Regions from separate parts of the Callithrix jacchus genome. Here region 2 is linked to region 1. The links are chromatin contacts, called in public Hi-C maps. All regions are on one chromosome and are shown on one strand. The core of a region is the stretch at or near the end of the contact, and the rest is flanking DNA. Distances in the headings are between cores, read along the strand shown.

Region 1 (7,276 bases), core at 3,324-5,823:
GTCAAGCAGTACTAAAGACAATCACTATACCAAATGCGTTATTACATCCATGCAGACTGTAAAAGCATGCTACCAAGAAACAACAGACCACTGTAAGGACTCCTAGACCAGAAAACCCTAACCATGATCCGAAATATTCAACTTCTTGCAAAGAACTGGGTTTGAGACTGGTTTCCAACTTGTTATTTACCAGCTTTTAAGCAGGAACTGCTGGTACTTGTTTTTGATCTGAGAAGCTAAGCCCTTTGTTCTCACTGGTCATGTCAGCAATGATACTATGAGAACTCCTGGCTTTACAGTTATTCTGCCCAAACCTAGCTCCTTTCCTAAAACCATCATCATGACAGAGGCAAAGTACACATTCAAGGCAGGTATCAATGGTTTGGAAAGAGAGCTAGTTAGGTCCGGGTATAGAGTTTCATTCTATCCTAAAAAAATCACTATTTTAGTTTGCACCTTTCTATTTCCTAAATTTGAGACATCACAAGACTGAAGATTTGGAGAGGTAATTTTATAAATTGTACACTTCTTTTTTGAGATTGATACTGGTATTCTTTTATTCTAGAGACTAAAAGGTCTGCCTTACTAGACTACTCACTTTTTGTTCTGAACAGAATTAAGGACTGCAGGTTTCCAGCTCTCTCTTCCTGAGGCCATTATGAATAGATTAAATGGAAGGACAAGGTTTAAACAACTGGGCTTTCAATATGAAAAGGCAAAGGCTGATGGGGACTTTAGAACCGTGAATACTGTAACTGAACATCCCTCAAGGTTAATGCAGCTGGACTCTAATTAGAAGGAGTAAGTTCACTTGATGGGTATACTACTTTGTTACCCCAAGAGACAGAATATAAGTATAAAAAGGATTTCTATTGAGAGCCGTAAAAATTATTAATGAGAGCAGAGCATCCTCTCTGGGGCTATCCTCAAAAAACAGAATCCTGGGCTGATGGCAAGTTTCTACTTTACTTGGTAAGCCACGGATAGGAAGAAAAGGCTAACTGGGAATTGAGTCAGAGAGAGACAGTAGCAGCAGAGGCAGCTAAGTATCATTCTGATGTCAGTAATGGAGAAATTTGTACTTTATGGTCTTTTCAAAAATGAAATTGATAAGCCTGTTATTTCATCTATTTTAAGACCACAGACTTACTGAATATGTATTAAAAATTATCATTCTCCTTTAGATTGCTTTGAATTACTACCCTTTTCTGCCTCAAGTATCACATACTCTTGAATCAAACTACTATTGACCTTGATTCCTGGGCCACCCAACACTAGGTAAAATTAGGTTTATGTTGTAAGACAGAATGTACTGCTACCTTCATTTACTAAGCCAGATACGGCTATTCTCTTCTCTGTAATGGAGGTCTGCAACCAATTCTCACAAATGTCCTTGACCGCTGGCCCTGCAGGAGTAGCTTTTGGCTTTTCCCTGTCTCACAAGGACTCAACTAATGTATTACAAGTTTCAGGAGGCCCACTGAATTTAAGCAGGAAGAATTTTTCCTAGTTTGTGGTCCGAAACCCAAACCCTTGTTGCAGGGAGATGATCTCACACTGAAAGGAGGAAGTAAGATCACCTGAAACTCTGGGTCAGGGACCAGTCTCTCACCGGTCCCAATTAGGCATCTACATTAGGAAGAATGCCTTCTGCAACTCATTCAGGGCCAACTGATCATTTGCGCTAAAGCAGCACAGGGCTAGCAGTCTTCACAGGGCTAAATTCCAGAAGTTAAGGGTTTGTGTGTCCCCAGCAAGCACTTTAAAATCTATATATAAACAGAATTTCTAGTGGCTCTGACCCTTTAAGACCACCCAAGCTGTTTCTAAGTAGTCCCCAGTGCATACACCTGTCTCTCCTTTAAGCAGGGCTCTGTGGCTTAACCCCAGAACCCATGCTACTCCAAAGAGCACTGCCTGCTATTCCGTGGCATCTGACCACCTGGTCCAAAACCAAAATATGCTGAATTTAATCTTAACAATATACATCCTGTTACACTTTAACTTGATAAACTAAGAGAGAGTGCATTTATACAAGACCACAATCACATCATCAAAGGCCCACACAAATCAAGTTATAGGTTTTGTCACTAGACCAAACCAGATTTTGAAAATTAACTGCTTACAAAATATAAAAAAAAAAGAAAAAAAAAGAAAAATAGTTATTCTGTAGGATACATCAGGTATGACTCCTTTAATCTTGGCCATCATTCAATTCAACTTCATCTTGACCTTTAACTCTTTAAGTGCTTGTCAGAAGGACTTGTCATGAGATGCTTGGCCAAATATGACAGATGGCTTTATCTTTAACTTTGAAAAACAACCTTTTCCCCCTTTTGTAGATAAAGCGAGGCTTTGTCTCCCATTAGGCTTGTCCTTCTTCCAGCTTTTCTTTATTTTTTCTTTTCCCAAACTCTCCCTTCTCTTCAAGCCTGATCCTTAAGAGGTCTTTGGCTTGTCTACTTGCCTTAAGTGTTGAACTCTACTCTAAAGGTTCTTTCATGCTTTCTCTTTGGGGTCGCCATAACTGTACAGCTTTACATTCTCTGAGGTAACAACAGAGGACAGCAAATTAGGGGACAATATTAAAGAAGTTTACCTCATTGTTATACAATTTGTTTTTGATCAAGTGATTCAAATTAACAAACAAGAATACCAAATTTTAATTGCTAAGCACAAGAACATATTAACTTTTAATGGACTTAAAGGTAGTAGCAACTAGAGTGCATTCAAATTTAAATCACACATATAATCATTGATTTGAGTTTCAGAAGCATGAATGGGAATTTAAATATTTTACCATTTTTGAATTAACTTTAAGAAATAACAAGAGCAATGTGTGAGTCAGAATTAATTTTCAAAAATTTGAAGACACAGACATTAGAGGACAAAAACAAACTACTTTTTAGATGTTACCACTTACATAAACTTGAATTTCAAACTTCAACACCCCTCACTAATCAGCCATCTGAAGAAAGGATATTGAACATAAGCAAATCCTCTTGGACGGCGAGTGTAGAAATCAAGTGGAACATACACATCAACTATAGGACCATAACGACCAAATTCACGCCGTAAATCTTCAGACCTAAAACATCATAAAAAGACCTCAAATTTTTATGTTCAAGTCCTTAAGATGTATAGGCAATATATCTTTTTGATAAAGGAAAGCTAGGTTCAAGAATTTGAAAGATAAAAATGCAGTTTACATTAACAGGACAACAGCAGACATTAGGTACAAGGGAATGACCTTTGTTTTTATCTATAGCCTTCGTTTTTCATAAAAGGTACAACAGCATTAGGTTGTATGTAAACACTGCTATTTTTTATTTTGTTTTACTTTTTACAGCATCAAATCGACTCCAGTACTTTGAAAAACACCAAGCACTTATTTTTACTCCCCAATTGTAGCGACAGGTTTAGACACTTAACAGTAGGCAAATACGGACTGAAAAAGTCACAAATATCGAATGCCTTAAATAATGTCAAAATGACGTAAAGGGAAAATTTCTCCAGACGCTAACGTAATTACTATTATGTCTTTCCAGCTTAAATTTAAGACAAAGGATCACAAAGCTAGCAAAAAATAAATAAACCCAACAAAAACACCAAAAAACCCAAACCATGTATTTTCTGTGTGTAGATTATTTGTGAAATACGAAGCCTCATTTGTAGTTAAGATCTCTTCCAAAATAATCTGAAAGCAACTCGAAACAAGGGAATGGGTGAGAACAAAGCCTATTTAAGGTAGGTCTAAAATAATCTAATTTGGTTGTCAACGTCCTAATGACTGAGGCTTCCTAAACCTCCCTTTTCAAAGGCTGACCAGAATTTCCAGGAAATAAGAAAAACTACTCGCAACAAGTAACTGGAGGAATCTAACTCCCCAAATCTCAACGTTCCCTTTCTCCAAACACCTCCATCTGATTAAAAACCCCAAATATTAACAACGGCAACAAAAAAAGGATAAAAGCAGCATTCCTCTCCCTCGATCCCGTTATTTCACCTCACTCTTAGCTGGAAAAAAAAAAAATCTCTGGGCCAAGGGGGCGTGCACCCCGAAGAACGTGAACTTCGAATCAATGGGGGGCGGCCGTCGGCTGGCGGAAAGGCCACGGCGGGGGCTGCCCGCGCCGGGAGGAAGCGGGGAGAAAGGGGCTGCGAACTGCAGAGGGGGAGGGGGCTCGGAAAACCCCGCCACGCGGTCGGGTGAGGGCAGAGGCGCTGCCCTCGCTCCCATGCGGCGGCTGAGGCCGGCTACGCGGCCTAGTTCGGCGCCAAAGCGGGAGCCGGACGCGCCATCTTCACCCTTTCCCCTCCCCCGGCCCAGTGCCGCCACCGCCAGGGTCCTCTCCGGGAGCCTGCGGCCTCCCCGCTAGGCTCGGAATACCTGCCTTGTACCCACCTGGTGTCGTCGGCCACGTTCCTGACGAACAGAGACGTGTTTGGGGGACGCAGGTAGCGAGACATGGCGGCGGCGTGTCTCGGCCGGGCGCACTAACGGGTTCAGCAGACCGTCCGCGACTCCGGCGCCGAAACCTCAGCCACACACAGCCAGAGGGCTCCGCTACGGCAACCGCCTCTTCTCGCGAGACTTCACTCCCGCCTCCACACCCCCTCCTATCTCGGCGCAAAGCCGGGCCCGCAACGGTTCTTTCCCGCGAGATCACCAGGCGTGCGCCTGCGCATGCGGAGAACTGGCGCACGCGTCTCAGCCTCGGTCTCGTTCATTGGCCTCTTGTGGTGCCTCTTCCCCTCCCCCTAGCCGGTTATTTCTTTCTTTAGGTCTTCACTTTCCCGCCCTTTTCTTCTTGCACTCCCCTTCATCTCCACCCCCAAATCAGGAAGCATGTGTTTTAGTCTTTAGGCCGAACTTTGCAGTTATTACTAAGTGGACAGATTTTTAAGCTATGTAATTTAGAGAGGCTGCCTTAAATTTTCCCTTTAGTCCAAGTTATGCTCTGCTCTTATTTTGCCTTAAATTTCCCGTTTGTTGGTTGCACTTTTGAGGCATGGTGTTATAAAAAAAATAAAATAAAATTTCCCGTTTGGTCCAGGTTATGCCCTGACCAGCAAGAGAAGGATTTATAGCTTCTTGTATTAAGTATGCAAAGGAAGGAGGTGTGTTCCCTAGCACAGAGTCGGGCCTGTCTCTCCAGTGCTTTCAACTCGCCTTTGCCCCTCACCCAAACCCTGGCCATCTCCACTTAGCCACGCATTTGGCTCCCAACTTTCTGGGTGGGACCAAACCTCACACTGTAGGATCCGTGGTTATCTGTAGTGTATTCGTTGTTGCTGACGGCTTCCAGGGTATGCATCGGACCTGTATTGCAGAAAAAACTTTTTGCTTTTTGCAACCCCCATCCCTGTTCTCAAAACTTTTTGTCTCAGAACCCCTTTATATTCTTGGTAGTTGATGGAAGATTCCAAAGAGCTTTTTTTTTTTTTTTTTAAAGTATGGGTTATACCTATTAATGGGTTATACCTAAGTATGGGTTATACCTGTTAATAAGTAGTTACTGAATGAGAACTTAAAATGGAGAAAACTTTGACACACTCCACTACCCTTTTTCACACATCACAACATGTACCCTCTGGAAAACACCACCTGCACGTGTCAGGCCTCCACGTGCAAGCCTGGACCCAGAGAGTCTATAAAGTCCTGCCTGCCTCGGCTGATTACCTCCCACTTACCCCGCTGCGTTCGCCATTATCCCTGATCGCCCAGAGGAGCTTCCCCCGGACTTTAAGGTTCTCACCCCACCCTGCCACCTTAATTGTTCCTATGATAGTGTGAATATTCCTCACCCGACCCTACCATCTTAACTACTCTTACCCCACCCGCCATTACAACTGAATTTATAGTAATGTATACTCCTTGCCCCTCCCCCCCCACTGTAACTGATCCTACTCCATAACACCCCTGCCCCCTCCCCAAAAGATTCCCCTCAACCTATAAAACCAACTCCTGAGAAGCCGCTGAGCTCTTCCCTGGTTATTGCACGTCTAAAGGCCTAGCTCCCCCACCTCACGCATGGCCCCTCCGGCCAGCCGGGTCCCTCAGATGAGAGCTGCGCCCAGGCCAGCACCAGCCGCTCAGCCACCAGTAGCGGCACCCCCCTCTGCAGTTGGCTCTCTGCTGCTGCGCCCTGGCAGCCAGGTCTGCTGTCCCAGATGGCAACCACCGCAGCTGGCGTGGCTGTGGGCTCTGCTGTGGGGCACACACTGGGCCACGCCATTACTGGGGGCTTCAGTGGAGGAAGTGATCCTAAGCCTGCGAGGCCTGACATCACTTACCAGGAGCCTCAGGGAACCCAGCCGGCACATCAGCAGCAGCCTTGCTTCTCTATGAGATCAAACAGTTCTTGGAGTGTGCCCAGAACCAAGCTCTGTGAGGGTTTCAGTGAGGGCTGAAACAGTGCCGACTTGCAAACGGATTGACCTAATCAAGAAGTTCAGCCTGGAGAAATGGAAAACCAGCTCTCATAACCAAATTAATTTAATATAAAAATTTAATTGATAGTGAAAGTAAAAAGTGTAGCCCTCAGTTAAACCTCTCCTGTCATTCCTAGCTTCCTTGCTTCAGAATTGAAATGGAAGGGAGTGTTCCTACTCTGTAGAATTTGGAGTTGGTCAAATGTTTATGTGGTCTCCTTAAACTAGCTGTTATGATTTTATTCTTTGTGAGTTAATTAGAATAAAGTGATTTTCTTCGAAGAAAAAAAAAAAAGAAAACTATCCCACCGCCCTTTGGTAACGCCCTTTTCTGCCTTAGCCCACATGTGCCCAGGTAAATAAACAGCTATTTTGCTCACACAAAGCCTGCTTGGGGAGTCTCCTCTTTCAAAGCGTGCGTTTTTTAACAGCTTGTAAGTGAATGAGCAAGAAAATAGCAAATAATCTTTAGTATAGTTTTGACTTTGGAGACCCTATTGAGAGCCATTTCCTGCTCCGTAAGAGTAAACTTCTGGAGAAGAGGGAACTCCAGTTAGAATGCCTCCAGCGTGTGGCACAGTGCCAAGCAAGTAGCAGGGATTCAACTACTGTTTAATTAAATGAGCTTTTATTTCATAAAAAGCCATAAAAGCATTAGTTTTGTGTCATTCAGCATCTAAGACAATTAAGTGATTTGATGCAAGTAGTGATAGTTTGTAGCAATCTGTAGCAGAGCTATTTTAAATTTTTGTTTCCCAGGAAGATTTGCATGCTTAATTTATTAAAATGTTGGGCCAGGCAAGGTGGTTTATGTTGAAAAAACGGGCGCTTTGAATGAAGA
Region 2 (7,276 bases), core at 3,063-5,562, 44 kb after region 1:
ATTTCTGTGATATAAATAATTCTACCTTATCTAATTTCAAGCTACCTGAAGTAACTGAACATAAGAGCTGGTTCAAGCTGAACCCGGCACACTACTAGATATAGCCCCTGATTTTAGATTTTGTTAGACTTTGCAGGTTTCTGTGCCGGAGAAAATTCCATACCCTCTTTCTTTTTCCCGTTTTTTAGACAGAGTCTTGCTCTGTTGCCCAGGCTGGAATGCTGTGGCATGATCTCGGCTCACTGCAACCTACACTTCCCAGGTTCAAGGGATTCTCCTGCCTCAGCCTCCTGAGTAGCTGGGACTAGAGTTGCGTGTCACCACACCTGGCTAATTTTTTGTATTTTTAGTAGAGACGAGGTTTCATCATGTTGGTTAGGCTGGTCTTGAACTCTGAAACTCGTGATCCACCTGTCTTGGCCTCCCAAAGTGCTGGGATTACAGTCATGAGCCACCTTGCCTGGCCCCATATCCTCTTTCTCAAAGATTTGTAGTGCCGCCAGGCGTGGTGGTTCACGCCTATAATCCCAGCACTTTGGGAGGCCAAGGCGGGTGGATCACAAGGTCAAGAGATCGAGACCATCCTGGTCAACAAGGTGAAACACCGTCTCTACTAAAAATACAAAATTAGCTAGGCATGGTGGTGTGAGCCTGTAGTCCCAGCTACTCGGGAGGCTGAGGCAGGAGAATCCCTGAACCCAGGAGGCTGAGGTGTCGGTGAACTGAGATCGTGCCATTGCACTCCAGCCTGGGTAACAAGAGCGAAACTCCATCTCAAAAAAAAAAAAAGATTTGTAGTGCTTAGAGACTCCCATCCCCCAGACACTGCCCGTTGCCAGAACATGCGAAAGTCCTGCAATCACGTGATGCAAAAGGCTATAAGTAAAAATAAAGGATCCCAAAGGTCTGACCTGCTGAAAATATGACAAGATGGAAAACTCATGTAAGTAGAGGCTGCTGTTCACAGTCACGTGTCAGAACCAAAAGCCAGCGATAAACTCTGTGAAGATGAGTTAATGGAATACAAGTCTCTAAAGCATTTAGGCCGGGAGGAAGTGCCATCTCTTCTCTGTAGCTTTTCTGATTTATCTCTGGCAGGAATAATTTCTGCTTCCTTAGTAGATCCCAAATACTTACACTCAGTTGCTTTTTTATTTTTAGAATTGCATTGCATTTAGCATGTATTTTACAGAATACATCCAAACTCCTAGTTTGGCGGAGGCCTCTTATTAAATGAGTTTTCAAAGAAGGTGGGTGAGACAATAGGAAGAACACAGGCTTCAGGGCTTGATTGATTCTGGGTTCAACTCCTGCTGCACCGCTTACCACTGTGAAACTTCAGGCCACTTTCATAACCTCTATGCCTCAGTTTCTTCATTCTTATTTTGTTTTTGAGACAGAGTCTTGCTCTGTCACCCGAGCTGGAGTGCAGTGGCACAATCTTGGCTTACTGCAACCTCTGTCTCCCAGGTTAAAGCAATTCCACTGCTTCAGCCTCCCAGGTAGCTGGGATTTCAGGCGCCTGGCCAATTTTTTTGTATTGTTAGTGGAGATGGAGTTTCATCATGTTGACCAGGCCGGTTTTGAACTCCTGACCTCAAGTGATCTGCCTGCCTCGGCCTCCCAAAGTGCTAGGGTTACAGGTGTGAGCCACTGCACCTGATCAGTTTCTTCATTTTTAAATATCTTACTTATAAGGTTGACACAGAAGGAAATGACAAAAGACATGTCAGGTGCCTAACACACCACCTGTTATGTGTTAAGGATGCAAGAAATAACCTGTTCTCTCCTTTCACAGGTGAAACATTTCCTGCTTGTTGAAATCTTTGTATTTTTGGAGATGTGCTTTCCTATTAATGAACTAGTTCATTTACACAGTCTCCTAACAAATATTTAGGGTAAAATTCTTTGTGGACTGAATCTCTGATTCCACTGTCTTTAATGTCTAGTGGTTTTTGTTTGTTTGTTTGTTTCTTTGAGGTGGGGTCTCACTCTGTCACCGAGACTGGATTGCAATGGTGTGATCTTGGGTCACTGCAACCTCTGCTTCCCAAGTTCTAGCAATCCTCCTGCCTCAGCCTCTCGAGTAGCTGGGATTATAGGTGTCCACCACCATGCCTGGCTAATTTTTGTATTTTTAGTAAAAGGGTTTCCCCATGTTGGCCAGGCTGGTGTCGAACTCCTGACCTTGTGATTCATCTGCCTCGGCCTCCCAAAGGTGTGAGCCACCACACATGGCTTAATGTCTAGTAGTTTTGCAGGACTAGGACACAGATAAGTTCTTGGGCTCAGCGGTCAGGTATACCCCTACCCAGACAGAAAGTAAGATTCCATGAAAATTGTTTTTAAATTCGATCTATGTACTAAAGAAAGGTGATGAGGAGGCCTGACCACATGGAGGATGTAACCAGAAGTGACGCTAATACCCCTCCTAAGGACTGGGCACTTATGGCATAGTGTCTCCTTCAACCCTCACATTAATCCTTTGGTGGTACAATGATTCCTATTTGGCTAATGACAAAACTAATGTTCGCAGAAGTCCATGCATTTACTCGACAATGTTCCTCATGCATCTACTACATGCCAGGCACTGTTCTAGGCATCGGAGATAGAGCATGGGCAAAATGGACAAAAATTCCTGTCCTTGTGGAACTGACATTAACAAGGCAATAAATAAGATAAGGAAGTAAAATACAGAGTATGTGAGATGGTGCTAAGAGCATGGAGAAAAATAAAGAAGAGTGGGATCTGGGGGGTGGGGGAGGCTGCAATTTGATTTTTTTTTTTGAGACGGAGTCTTGCTCTGTTGCCCAGGCTGGAGTGCAATGGTGCGATCTCAGCTCACTGCAACTTCTGCCTTCTGGGTTCAAGCAATTCTCCTGCCTCAGTCTCCTGAGTAGCCGGGACTATAGACACATGCCACCATGCCTGGCTAATTTTTTTATTTTTAGGAGAGATGGGGTTTCACCATGCTGGTCAGGCTGGTCTCGAACTCCTGACCTTGTGATCCACCTGCCTTGGTCTTCCAAAGTGCTGGGATTACAGGTGTGAGCCACTGTGTCCGGCCTGATTTTTTTTTTTTTTTTGAGACAAAATCTTGCTGGAGTGCAGTGGCACAATCTCTGCTCACTGCTACCTCGGCCTCGTGAGTTCAAGCAATTCTCCTGCTTCAGCCTCCCAAGTACCTGGAATTATAGGCATGCATCACCACACTTGGTAACTTTTGTCTTTTTAGTAGAGATGAGGTTTCATCTTGTTGGTCAGACTGGTCTTGAATTCCTGTCCTCAAGCAATCTACCCACCTTGGCCTCCCATAGTGCTGGGATTACAGGCATGAGCCAATGTGCCCAGCCTGCAATTTTATTTAGTCACCAGGGTGGCTGGGCTAGGTGGCTCACGCGTGTAATCCCAGCACTTTGGGAGGTTGAGGTGGGTGGATCACCTGAGATCAGGAGTTCAAAACCAGCCGACCAACATGGTGAAACCCCGTCTCTACTAAAAGTACAAAATTAGCACATGCCCATAATCCCAGCTACTTGGGAGGCTGAGGCAGGAGAATCGCTTGAACCTGGGATGTGGAGGTCACAGTGAGCTGAGATTGTACCATTGTACTCCAGCCTGGGCAACAGAGCAAGACTCTTTGGCCAGGAAAGAAAGGAAGGAAGGAAGAAAAGAAAGAAAGAAAGAAGGAAGGAAGGGAGGGAGGGAGGGAGGAAAGATGGAAAGGAAAGGGAAGGAAGAGGAAGGAAGAAAGAAAAAGAAAGAAAGAAGAGAGAGAGAGAACCGGGAATGTCTTGTGAAGATGACCCTGGAGCAAACACATGGAGAAGGCAAGAGAGGTGGCGGTGAGGATTTGTTCAGAAACAGGCCTGGGGTTCCTAGGAATTGTCAGGGTGGGCACTGGAATCTCTGTCTGGCTCTAAGGTCAGTGCTCTCCTTTCAACAAGCCTCTTTTTCAAGAAGCAGTGTCGCTGTCCTCCAAGCAGGCCGTGTGCATGTGATCCTGTGTGCACGCACATATGTGCTGTTGAGGAATGTGTTATATTTCAATGGGTAGACACTGTGAGGACCCAAGCTTCCCTGCTGACATCTTCCAGGAGCTGAGGCCTCATGTTTTTGGTTTTCATGGAAACTTGGCAACTTTCTAGTTATCCCACCCTGAGCTCTGCACCACATTCTAATGGCTTTATTTGTGTGCCTTGGAGTGCTGCCAGGGCTGGGCCTGGGAAAGGTTGCCATGGCAACCTCCCCACTCTTTCCAGATAAGAACTTCTCAAGGATGTTGACGTTGGGCCTGAAATAGTTCTAGCCTGCTCTCAGCTGGGAGGATGAACTTTGGCATGGAGAACTGAGTTAGGAAACCTACTCACTCCCTCAGCCTTTGAATTTGTGCACACTGAATCCTGGGTAAGAAAGACTTCTGGGGAGGGTACTCCAGGGCTCCCCAGCTTTAGGATTGAGAATAGCTTTGCTTAGGCACTGGGAGAGCATCTTTCAGTTTTGCCATTCCAGTTGACGTATTCAGAGCTTGCCTTTGAGAGTCTTGCTAACACAGGATATTTTTCTTTTTTGTGGCTGGGGCAGGGGGATGGAGTCTCACTCTTGTCGCCCTGACTGGAGTGCAGTGACATGATCTCGGCTCACCGCAACCTCCGCCTCCGGAGTTCAAGCAATGCTCCTGCCTCAGCCTCCCGAGTAGCTGGGATTACGGGTGCCTGCCACCATGCCTGGCTAATTTTTGTATTTTTTTTAGTGTGTGTGGGGGTTTCATTATGTTGGCCAGGTTTGTCTCAAACTCCTGACCTCAAGTGATCCACACGCCTCAGCCTCCCAAAGTGCTGGGATTATAGGCATGAGCCACTGTGTCCCGCCCATCTTTTTTTTTTTTTAAATGAAGTCTTGCTGTGTGGCCCAGGCTGGAGTGCAGTGGTGTGATCTTGGCTCACTGCAAGCTCTGCCTCCTGGGTTCAAGCAGTTCTTGTGCCTCAGTCCCCCTTGTGGCTGGAATGATAGGCATGTGCCACCATGCCCAGCTAATTTCTGTATTTTTAATAGAGATGGGGTTTCACCATGTTGCCAAGGCTGGTCTTGAACTCCTGGACTCAAATGATCCTCCTGCCTTGACCTCTCAAAGTGTTGGGATTATAGGTGTGAGCCACTGGACTGGTCTGAAAGAAGAACTTTCACTGGGGATTTGCTTTTAGAAAGAAAAAGTGTCAGTGTTCATGCCTTTATTCTTTTTTTTTTTGAGATGGAGTTTCACTCTTGTTACCCAGGCTGGAGTGCAATGGCACAATCTCGGCTCACGGCAACCTCCGCCTCCTGGGTTCAGGCAATTCTCCTGCCTCAGCGTCCTGAGTAGCTGGGATTACAGGCACGTGCCACCGTGCCCAGCTAATTTTTTGTATTTTTAGTAGAGACGGGGTTTCATCATGTTGACCAGGATGGTCTTGATCTCTTGACATTGTGATCCACCTGCCTCGGCCTCCCAAAGTGCTGGGATTACAGGCTTGAGCCACCGCGCCCGGCCCTAACTCAAAATAATTCTTAAGCCAAAATGGCATATTTTGTGGTGGCGTATTCTGTCGCCCTTCACTTCTTTTTCCCAGTAAATATTATTTTGAGTGAATAAAGTGACTCGTCCAAAAATTCTTTTTTTTTTTTGATGACTTGTCCAAATTCACTGCATCAGTTATCTATTTCTGTATAACAAAACACTCTTGGATTTAGTGGCTTATGACAACAACTGTCTTATTTGCTTAGGACTGTGTGGGTCAGCTATTTGATGGATGGTTCTTCCGCTGGTCTCGTCCGAGATCACTTGCAATTGCAGTCAGCTGGGGCTTTGGCCGGGAGCTGTTTGATTGCGGTTTCAGCCAGGGTGTTTTTGCTCTTCCTGGTCTTACGTCCAACAGGCTAGTGTCCTGGGATTCTTTCTGAGGAAGTGAGGCTTGGGTCCTCTTCAGGGGCAGATCCTGAAGCTTATGTAGTTCTAGGGGTCTTCTTTAAAGATAATGGAAACCATTAGTCAGCTGCGGTGGCTCACACCTATAATCCTAGCACTTTGTATGGCCGAGGCAGGTGGATCATGAGGTCAGGAGTTTGAGACCAGCCTGACCAACATGGTGAAACCCTGGCTCTACTAAAACTACAAAAATTAGCCGGGTGTGATGATGTGCACCTGTAATCCCAGCTACTCGGGAGGCTGAGGTAGGAGAATCACTTGAAACCAGGAGGCAGAGGTTGCAGTGAGCCGAGATCGTGCCAGTGAACTCCAGCCTGGGCGTCAGAGCAAGACTCCATTTCAGAAAAAAAAAAAAAAAAAAAAAAAAGACAATGAAACTGTTAATGTGAAATTAGGTCCAGGGCATTGGGAGAGGCCAATGCAAGTAAAAGGGCCAAAGCTTGAGCTGTGGGAGCCTCCCAGAACATCTGCCTTTGGTCTTCTCTGCTCTTGGATCCTCAATGAGTCTCGATGGGGTCTGACATCATTCTTACCCTTGCGAATGGGCCAGGGAACAAGCATGACATGGAACAGGGCCCCTTCTCAGTGACACAACACCTAAGTGCCCCCCCCACAATTTGACTCAGTCCTCTCAGTCTTGAAGCTGCAATTGCTGGACTTCATCACACTGAATTTATTGAGACATAAATTTTTTTTCAGGCTTTAGCTTTTATTTTATTTTTTGTTGAGACAGATCCTCAATCTGTCACCCAGGCTGGAGTGCAGTGGTGTCATTTCGGCCTACTGCAACCTCCATTTCCTGGGTTCAAGTGATTCTCCCACCTCAGCCTCCTGAGTAGCTGGAATTTCAGGTGTGTGCCACCATGCTTGGCTAATTTTTGTATTTTTAGTAGAGACAGGGTTTCACCATGTTGCCAGGCTGGTCTCGAACTTCTGCCCTCAGATGATCCTCCTGCCTCAGCCTCCCAAGATGCTAGGATACAGGCATAAGCAACTGCACCCTGCCAGATTTTATTTTATTTTATGAGTCAGGATCTTACTCTGCTGCCCAGGCTGGAGTGCAGTGGCACGATCATGGCTCATGCAGCCTCAGACTTCCCAGTTTAAGTGATCCTCACACTTTAGCCTCCCAAATAGCTAGGACTACAGGTGCTCCACAATGCCTGGTGAATTTTTGTTTATTTTTTGTAGAAACCGAGCCTCGCTATATTGTCCAGGCTGGTCTCAAACTCCTGGATTTAAGCAATCCTCTCCTTGGCTTCCCAAAGCTCTGGGATTACAGATGTTAGCCACTGCGCCTGGCCCAGGCTT

What was found. A called contact is a pair of places that touch in the nucleus more often than the background predicts.
Region 2: a contact with region 1 is called in a Hi-C map of induced pluripotent stem cells, with 1.9 times the contacts expected there. The contact joins the enhancer-like site here to the promoter of SRSF10 in region 1. A contact is called at or near these places in 2 of 3 Hi-C or Micro-C datasets (induced pluripotent stem cells and skeletal muscle).

Annotation. Positions count from the first base shown.
Region 1 is chr7:60,678,432-60,685,707 of calJac240_pri, forward strand. SRSF10 (serine and arginine rich splicing factor 10) reads right to left here and starts at 4,574. Exons shown (of 7, transcript XM_078330732.1): 1 at 4,406-4,574; 2 at 2,924-3,088; 3 at 2,179-2,546. The coding sequence starts at 2,211. It also overlaps the pseudogene LOC108592415.
Region 2 is chr7:60,722,794-60,730,069 of calJac240_pri, forward strand. No RefSeq gene overlaps it. Among named protein-coding and RNA genes, the nearest start is that of SRSF10, 43 kb to the left of the region's middle. Within about 2 kb of position 4,313, at least 5 of the 16 cell types and tissues checked have an H3K27ac peak or open chromatin away from gene starts, as enhancers often do.